Linked DNA regions of Mus musculus: all the other regions are linked to region 2. A link is a contact called in public Hi-C and HiChIP or PLAC-seq data. All regions are on one chromosome and are shown on one strand. The core of a region is the stretch at or near the end of the contact, and the rest is flanking DNA. Distances in the headings are between cores, read along the strand shown.

Region 1 (2,700 bases), core at 61-2,560, 600 kb before region 2:
ATATATATGAATATATGGGTATGTGTATATATGCATATATGTTATATATCACATATATGCATGTTATATGATTTTAGTTACCAGCACACAGATGTCCAACCTCAAGTTCTGTCTTAAGATTTCCCAAAGACAGGCAAACTTCATTCTGACTTACCTGTCTACATTATCATGATCATTATAGAATTCTCTCTCTCTGGACCACAGTTCTATCTCAGAATAAGGATCTAGAAATGGACTAATACTGTCTCTAATGGAGGAAAAGAATGAAACATTCTCTTTTTGGAAAATCCCAGTTATATATAGGATTTGAAAATGTAATACATATAAGGTAAGATGATCCGTTTTCTTTTTGTCCTTATTATTGTTATTAGAGTATTGAAACCTAGATCTTCTTATCCTTTATTAACAGTAACACTAGGCTTCATGAGATAGCATTTTTTCTATGTATGCATACAAAACTACTACATCATCTTGCCAAAATGTTTTAAAAGATGGCTGTACATTATAGATGGAAATGATGTAATCTATACCAGAAAAGTTCCATGTTTGGTGTGTGTGAGAGTGTGGAATATGCCCATATGTGTATGTATGTGTGAGCACATCTGTATGAATGTTTGAGGTGGCCAGAGAAGGGATGCCAGGTGTCCTGTTCTATCTCTCTCTGCCTTAGTCATTTGATACAGGGTTTCTCACAGAGCCTAAAGTTAAGCTGATAGCCACCAAGCTTCAGCAATCCTTCTGTCTCTACCCCCCTCCCCCAAATCTCTGGAGTAACAGGCATGCATGGTGATCACACCTAGCATTTTATATGGGTGCTGGGGTCATTGTGCAGCAAGAAGTCTTACTACTAAACTAACATCTCTAGCCACTTATACCCAGTATCATGAAAATAAATCGAGGAAGCCCTAGAAACTTGGCTGTGCTTGAGCTAAGTAAGTCACTGCCTCAGTTTCCATCCTGTTCTTTAAGGAAAACGTGAAGGAACAGTTCATTGTATGCTGAGGTTAAACTATTCGGAATATTGAGCTATGTTAATTAGGATGGCTCTTTGCCTATACTCTTATTATGCAGTTTACTTTAAGTTTACCCTGCAGTAGGGATGAAAATCAACTGGGCCACCACTGGAATTTGTGTTACTGATTACACGGGGTTATTACAATCCAGCCCTTTAATTACATGAGTCTGTTCAGGAAAGGAATGAAGGAACCAACTTCAACTAGCTTTCTAAACTTCTTTCCTATGTAAGAGTCTGTCTGACTGTCCCATTCCAAAGTCCGGTAACTTGGCTCATTTAACCACACACTTAGCTCTGACCTTCACCCCCTTTGATTTTCAGTTGAGTTTAACTGGCAGATACATCCAGGAGTGAAATTAGGTTGAATTCAGTCATGGACAAGAAAAATATATTCTGATGGTTTTAATCAAAATTCCTATTTATTGAGTGCTTACTCAGACATGGATTTGGTTAAGCTCCTGAATAACTCATGCCATTTAACAGTCAAGGTTATCCATGAGAATAAGTAATGGGGTTACTCTGTTTCTCCGAAGGAGGAAGCTGGGGTTAAGGGAAGTGACACAGCTTTGCAGAGTCCTATTTTACTGTGTGTTAGGCATAGAACTCCACAGTGGGGTCCTATTTCTGTTGAGAAAAGCTTAAAGGAACATTTCATTGTGCTCTCTTAAGGTAAACATCTTTGTATGCAGTTGCCTTTGCTTAATCAGAACAGAATGAGGAAGCAATCACCAAAGGGGCCTATCTTGTCACCTTGGTATTTCTGGTCAACCAGATTGCTTAGCCATAATGCCTGTTTTTATAGGAAAAGTGTATAATCAAGGGAACCTCAAAACCACTGACAATAGGATGGTCCTTGGGATGAAAAATGTGTCCTTCCTGATTGTGTAGAAGAAAATAAAATCCTTCTTTGCAGTCACAGCCATTGTCCTTTAAACGAAGACATCTGACTATGCGTTAGCATGGCCTTAGCTTTTAAAATACACGTTGTTTACATGGCAGTCATAACAATCCTTCCTTGGTCCCCATAAATGAGCTAGGAGACTGTATGTATTAGGAGCAAAGTCAGTGCATTCGATGCTGTCTTAGAGAAGGAGCTGCTTGTCCACATATTTCAGACACATTTGTCTGTTTCATACAGCACATCACGTAGGACAGTCTGTGGATAGAATCTTTCACTGCAGGTAATGCTGTTCAGATCCTTAGCTGAATATACAGTAAACAGCATTGCAGGAGAAGCTGCCGGGGAAACATATGGCCTTTGTCGACAGTGAAGCCTCTAAACTGTACAGCATCATTAACGATGGGCTCAGCAGATTCAAATACGGACCCACATGTGTTTCCAGAAGCCCCAGTGACTCACATGTTTGCCGTGGTTCGTGCCAACTGGTAGTGCCTTGCTTCTATTTAAAGGTATACAGGAAAACGGAGGGACTGCATGACATAAAATAATTGACATTCCTAGGAGAAGCAACAATATGCCTGCCCAAAGCTGGGATCTTATCATTTCAATGAGTCAGATCATTAAATTTGAATTATGGCCCATAACAATTCGCTAGGCTAAAGTTATGAAAAGCTGGTCTCTTGCCAGTAGAATTAAACCCATACCAGTTTATTTTCAGCCTGAATAGTCAAACATATGTGTCAGGAAGCAGCCTTCCCCTGTGCAATGAAGATGCAAATTGAAA
Region 2 (2,700 bases), core at 185-2,684:
GAGTACTAAGACACCTCCTCCAACTGCCTCGGGACTCCAACGTGCAGATCCTAGAGACCCGAGCAATGGGTCCCCTTAGTGGCCCGTCCCCAGCCCAGGAGCCGGGCGCCCAGTCCCTGGAAAGGACCTGGAGAGCAGAGAGCTTGAGTAGGGGAATCTCCGCGTCTCTCCACCGCCCCCGCCGGCGCGAAGGCGGGAGTGGAGAAGGCGCCACTCAGACGGTGGCGCTGAGCAAACTGCGGCCGCAGTTCTCCCAAGTTTGCCCCAGCGAGGGGGATGCTATGGGCGCCCGGCTCCGCTTTCTGCCTCCGCTAGCCGTCCTCACTCCACCGTCCTTTGCTCCAGCGGCCGGGCCAGGCTCTAGGCCAGCCACGGAGGTAGCAGGGCGCGGGAGCAAATGCAGGGAGAGAGGGGCGAGGGACGAGGGTGCTCCCGCGTGTGCACACAATGAGGCGGCGGGCACGCACACCTTCCTCCCGCCCGAAAAACGGGATCAGCCTCCGCCGCCTGGATGCAGGGACGCGGGGTCCCTGGGAGGTACCCGCAGAAAGTGAGCACCAACTGAGCAACAGGGGGTAGGGAGAGGGCGCCCCGCCGCCTCTCGGGGCTGCAGCGGGCCCGGGGCCCACGCTTACCTGCGATCTCCTGGTAGGGGATGTCCGCCAGGCTGAATCCCTTGGCACCGTAAGCCTGACGGACCTCGCTGCAGCTCCGAGCCTTCACGTCCGCCGCGGCCGGGAGGGTCAGCAGCAGCCCGGAGAGAGGAAGAATCACAGCCCGGATCCAAGAAGGCATGGTGCAACATGCAAGTCCACCTCGGCAGCCCCCAGCTCCCTGTGCGCTCTTCACCTTGCCCCTCGAGCCGAAAGCCCGCCAGAGCCTGCGGCGCGCTCCTTAGCCGCTGCCCAGCGTCACCCCCTTCCGCCAGCCGAGGGGACGAGCCGCGCAGACCTCTGGACTGCACTCAGCAAACTTTTATAAGCCAGATGGAGGATGGCAAGCCAACCAGGGCTGCCTTGGGAAGGCTGCCGGCTCCGCTAGCCACTCCGGTAGAAAATCGTTGGAGAAAGAGGAGAAAAGAGGAAAAGGCAAAGAAATGTCTTTTTTTTTTTTTAAACACCACAGTAGGGGTGTTCAGCCCTGCGGTCCGAGTTCCGAGCCGCAGAGTCGTGGAGCGCTGCGAGCTCGCCTATCCAGTGTGCGCGACGAAGGTGGGACCGCGCGCCGGCTCCCCCCACCCCGAGGGAGATGGACAGGCCGGCGCGAGTGTGAGCGCGCGTGTTTGTGGGTGTGAACGCGGGGCTCTCGGGGAGGTGTGTGCGTGGAGGTATGTGATGGAGATGTACGGGATCGAGGGGAAACCTCAGCTTCACATAGACTGAGGGAGCCAGTGAGAGTCTTCTTGAAATGGGAAGAGAGAAAATCCTGGAGACTGACACAGGAGGCAAGAGGGAAGGAGAAAGGAGGGGAGGGAGAGAGGGAGAAACGTGCTACCCAGTGCACAGCCGAAATTCAGAGGCAGAGTCGGCCGCAAAACCTGGAATGGATCGCGAGCCACTAGGCAGGAGGGGAAAGATTACCAGCAAAAGGTCCCTATTTTCTCAATCACTTTATGGCCTCCACACACTTCCGAGATGTTCCCTTTCCTGATATAAACAAACCACCAAAAAAGACAAAGTGTTTGAGGAGAGTAAATGTTATCACGCTATATTTTTCTGGAGATAAAGAATATTGCATTTCCAATTGTTGCTCTTGCCCCAGTGTACCTAACACAAAGCCAGGGAAGAAATGAGCAGAAAAGAAACCTAGGAACGGGGCCAAAGCCACCTCTCTAGGTGGTAGCTGCTTTCGGCTCATCTTAATGTTTTGTTTTGTTTTGTTTTTTCCTAAGAACAGATAGAGGGCCATAGGTCTTTACTCCTCTCCTGTCGGCTCTCTCTCTCTCTCTCTCTCTCTCTCTCTCACACACACACACACACACACACATACACACAAAGAGGGAAGGAGAGAGAGAGAGAGAGAGAGAGAGAGAGAGAGAGAGAGAGAGAGAGAGAGGTTCCACCTACAAAACACTGGATTCTTAAATCACTAGGCTTAGGGCATGTGAAGATAAAACAATGGCTGCTGGCCATGCAAGAAACAGGACCCCAGGAGGGACAAGGTGTTGTAATCTTCTCTCATCAGATTCTCTCAAACACTATAACCTTAACATTTTCTCCCAAGTTCTCAGAAGTCTGTGAAATGGGATGCAAGTGAAAATTCGGGTTTAACCAACTTCCTGAGCCTTTCTTCACGCTAATGAGCACAGAGATCAAATATACTTAAGTCTGCCCTGAAACCCACAGCTCCTGAAACTAACCAATCAGAAAAAGAAGAAAAGAAATGCTATCCAGTAGTGAGGCCTTGTGGACACTGGTCTCCCAGTTCCTGAGAAGTCAGTACAGGGTCAGGCCTAGTTCTGTAGTACTGAAGTATAAATCTGCAGGATGCTGGTTTCCTGATGACTGGTGACCAGAGCGACTCCTGGAGCCTAAATCCTTGCATTTGCCTCTATCCTAGGCACCTTCGTTACTGTCGGAATTGTTCAGCACATCTTCTTTTCCAAGAACTCCTCTTTAGCCCGTCATCCTCCTTATAGAGTGATAGAGTGCTTGCTTGTCGCATCTTCAAAAGTTCATACAAAATGCTAGCGCTCAGGGA
Region 3 (2,700 bases), core at 136-2,635, 630 kb before region 2:
TTTAGCATCCACATCACCACTGTCTGCAAAACAACCTGATTCCTCCCTCTCATTATTCTTTTGAAATAGAATTTGCTGTGTGTGACCCTTCTCCCTTCTTCCCTTTATCTGTTTCTGATTAGCCCTGGGAAGAGATGATACATCATAAGACTTTTGTGCTGGGCTACCCTGAGAGGTTCCGAACGTTTCTGCAGTGTCAGCTCTCTGCAATGAGAAGGCAGTATTTTATCCTTATTGCCCATCCAGTTGCCATTGATGGTAATGGTCTACTTTTATGGCCTTTTTTGACACTCAAAATAATGCATGATAACACCATGTGACCTCATTTTCTTAGTACCAGTGCCACCGCCATGGGCCAAGCTTGCAGTGACTCTGAAATGTTTGGGGAATTACCTTTTCACTAGGTAAGGATAAGTGTCTGAAGCCTAGAATTCCTTAAAGCACAAAGCCACTTCATAATGGATCATCTCTTTCTGTGACCTTTAAAACTTCTCTCTGGTAAATGATATCATTTTATTTTCAAACAACCAACAATTTATTCCAAACATGGCCTCTTTGGTAGTAGGTGGACTAGGGGAAGTGAGGAAGAAAATTCTAAAGTGCTGCATTGTGATTGCAAACGAAGCCGTTAGAGGGGACGAGGAAAATTGACATTGTGCCATTCTCAATGATCAAGTCATCTGGGTTGACACTGTTACAGAGTCTCCTGATACCAGCAGCAGACTCACTGCTGAACACGAGCCTGATTTGATTTGTTGCTAGATTGCTCTTATTTTGACAACATCTTGCTGAAATTGTCACATCTGTTGAATTCTTTGTTTGAAAATTAGCCACTTGCAAAGAACACCAAACAATCTTATTTTCACACATTGAGTACACAGGGGTTTTCCTACAATGAGTCATCAGCCAGAGAGACAATGAAGTGTCAAAACAATTTCAAAGATACCATCTGGTGAAGGGAGAAGACTCAATGACAGGCATACGCCACCAGGCACAGCTAGCTGGTAAATGACCATTGATTAAAATCAAAGCACTTTGAATCCTCGCTGAACTGTCATTAACAGCGCAGATATTGGAAAGCTACAATTATACTGAGATGCATTGATAACATCTGCTAAGAATATGGATGGTGTTTATTTAAGAGTCCTCTCACGGGAACAGCTGACATTTTGAAAATGTGGAAAATATCTTAATCACCTGTGTCCTCGCCACCTGGTGTTTACAGAATTTCCCTGAGACTGAACCATGGGAAACTTCAACTTTATTTGATAACCACAAATAGGTAAAAACATTCCTTTGTAAATTTGGTTCAGTACCTAGAAAACAGAAGAAAACCGCAGAGAGAATATATAAGGTCATCAAAGCCACTAGATGCTACTGTAAAGTACTTTTCAGAGCTAATGACTTTAGCTCATTTCATACGGTGCAGAGTGATCGTAGATAGGTCAGAGGATTGGGGAACAAACCTAAAATGTAAGTCATGAGTTGGTTGGTTGTAAAGCTAAAACAGCAAAAAGGGGAAAAAACAACGTTTGCCTTTCAAACTGGATCTCTTTGTGGATTGCTGGCTGGCCTAGAAGCAAGATGTAGGCCAGATTGGCCTTCTAACTGCCTCTTCCTCCCAAATGCTCCAACTGAAGGTGTGGGGCACCATCCCTTGATCTAATGTGATCTCACGGGAGCTCACTTCACCTTTCTAACTGTTTGGATCATAGATGAGCACTACCTTGTCCTACTTGGAAAGGAAAAATTAAAAAAAATAGACTTGTAATCTAAAAGATATATATGTTTAATATTAAGAACTGTACTTGATGTCAATAAATTCCAGATATGAGAGGTTTTGGACTCTTCTTGGCAAGATGTTTCAGAGGTAAGGGAACTTGTTGCTGATCTAGACAACATAAACTCATATGGTGGAAAGATGGAACCAACTCCTCCAAGGTTGTCCTATGACCTCTTTGCATCTACCATGGTGTGCAAGTGTGCCCCAGGCCACAAAGTAAAGAGACAAATATTAAGAAATTGAATTCTCCTTGATAATAAGCAAAGACATAGAACTCATCAAGACAACTGTTGGGTGGATTTGGGAGTTTGTAGTGCTTATGACCATTGCTGCCGTGTACTCCAACCATCCAGCAATACTACTACTAGATGCCCATATGTATGGCCTGGGTAATTTACACAACTTTCTCTGTGTCTCTGTCGTCTCTGTCTCTCTGTCTCTGTCTCTCTCTTTTTCTCATTGTTATCAGGAATTAATTTGGATCAGCAAACTTTAGACATTACAAAGTGCTAATAGTTTGTCAAGCAGCAGTATGTCATACAAGAATGTTACTATTTAGCCCTAAAATTAAGTTTCTTCTTCATTTTTTTTTTTGAGTGGGGACTGATAATGCATCCATTACAGCAAAATGGCCATTTGTTTCAGAGGTTCATGAGTCTGTGATCGTAATCCTCTGAGTCTGTTAGGTTGAAATTGGTTAGCTGGGTAAGTGGGAAGGATGATATTCATGTGGGAGGCGCTCATAGTGATTAGATATAATTTATGTCACAGACTGGCGAGTAGCTCAAGGCCTAATGGTGGTGGAGTCTAGGTAAACAACAGACAAGTAGAGTTGCTTAGATTCAAACCAGGTGAGCCAATGAGAGATACCATGCTTTGAGCATAATAGGGCTAATGTAGTCGTAGAGACATGTTAT

The links. Hi-C and Micro-C count contacts between places; a contact is called where the count stands out from the background. HiChIP or PLAC-seq counts read pairs in DNA pulled down with a chosen protein or histone mark.
Region 1: a contact with region 2 is called in a Hi-C map of tail fibroblasts, with 2.7 times the contacts expected there. The contact joins the enhancer-like site here to the promoter of Gpc6 in region 2. A contact is called at or near these places in 6 of 39 promoter capture datasets (the 3T3-L1 cell line, hippocampal neurons, maxillary cranial neural crest and 2 more), 8 of 484 Hi-C or Micro-C datasets (the N1E-115 cell line, adipose-derived mesenchymal stem cells, cortical neurons and 5 more) and 14 of 115 datasets of contacts at active chromatin or transcription factors (the NIH/3T3 cell line, SST interneurons, astrocytes and 10 more).
Region 3: a contact with region 2 is called in an H3K4me3 HiChIP or PLAC-seq map of embryonic basal ganglia, with 3 times the contacts expected there. The contact joins the enhancer-like site here to the promoter of Gpc6 in region 2. A contact is called at or near these places in 4 of 39 promoter capture datasets (the 3T3-L1 cell line, embryonic stem cells, liver and 1 more), 1 of 484 Hi-C or Micro-C datasets (nephron progenitors), 12 of 115 datasets of contacts at active chromatin or transcription factors (astrocytes, differentiating embryonic stem cells, embryonic basal ganglia and 9 more) and 1 of 9 other capture datasets (pancreatic islet).

Annotation. Positions count from the first base shown.
Region 1 is chr14:117,519,466-117,522,165 of GRCm38.p6, reverse strand. All of the region lies in intron 3 of Gpc6 (glypican 6), which reads right to left. Among named protein-coding and RNA genes, the nearest start is that of Gm52111, 260 kb to the left of the region's middle. Within about 2 kb of position 1,310, at least 25 of the 459 cell types and tissues checked have an H3K27ac peak or open chromatin away from gene starts, as enhancers often do. A contact at or near this core is called in the NIH/3T3 cell line, adipose-derived mesenchymal stem cells and tail fibroblasts, where this site is marked.
Region 2 is chr14:116,924,031-116,926,730 of GRCm38.p6, reverse strand. It overlaps Gpc6 (glypican 6), which reads right to left and starts at 1,434. Exons shown (of 9, transcript NM_011821.3): 1 at 636-1,434. The coding sequence starts at 795.
Region 3 is chr14:117,555,131-117,557,830 of GRCm38.p6, reverse strand. The region is part of intron 3 of Gpc6 (glypican 6); the gene reads right to left. Among named protein-coding and RNA genes, the nearest start is that of Gm52111, 230 kb to the left of the region's middle. Within about 2 kb of position 1,385, at least 4 of the 459 cell types and tissues checked have an H3K27ac peak or open chromatin away from gene starts, as enhancers often do. A contact at or near this core is called in embryonic basal ganglia, where this site is marked.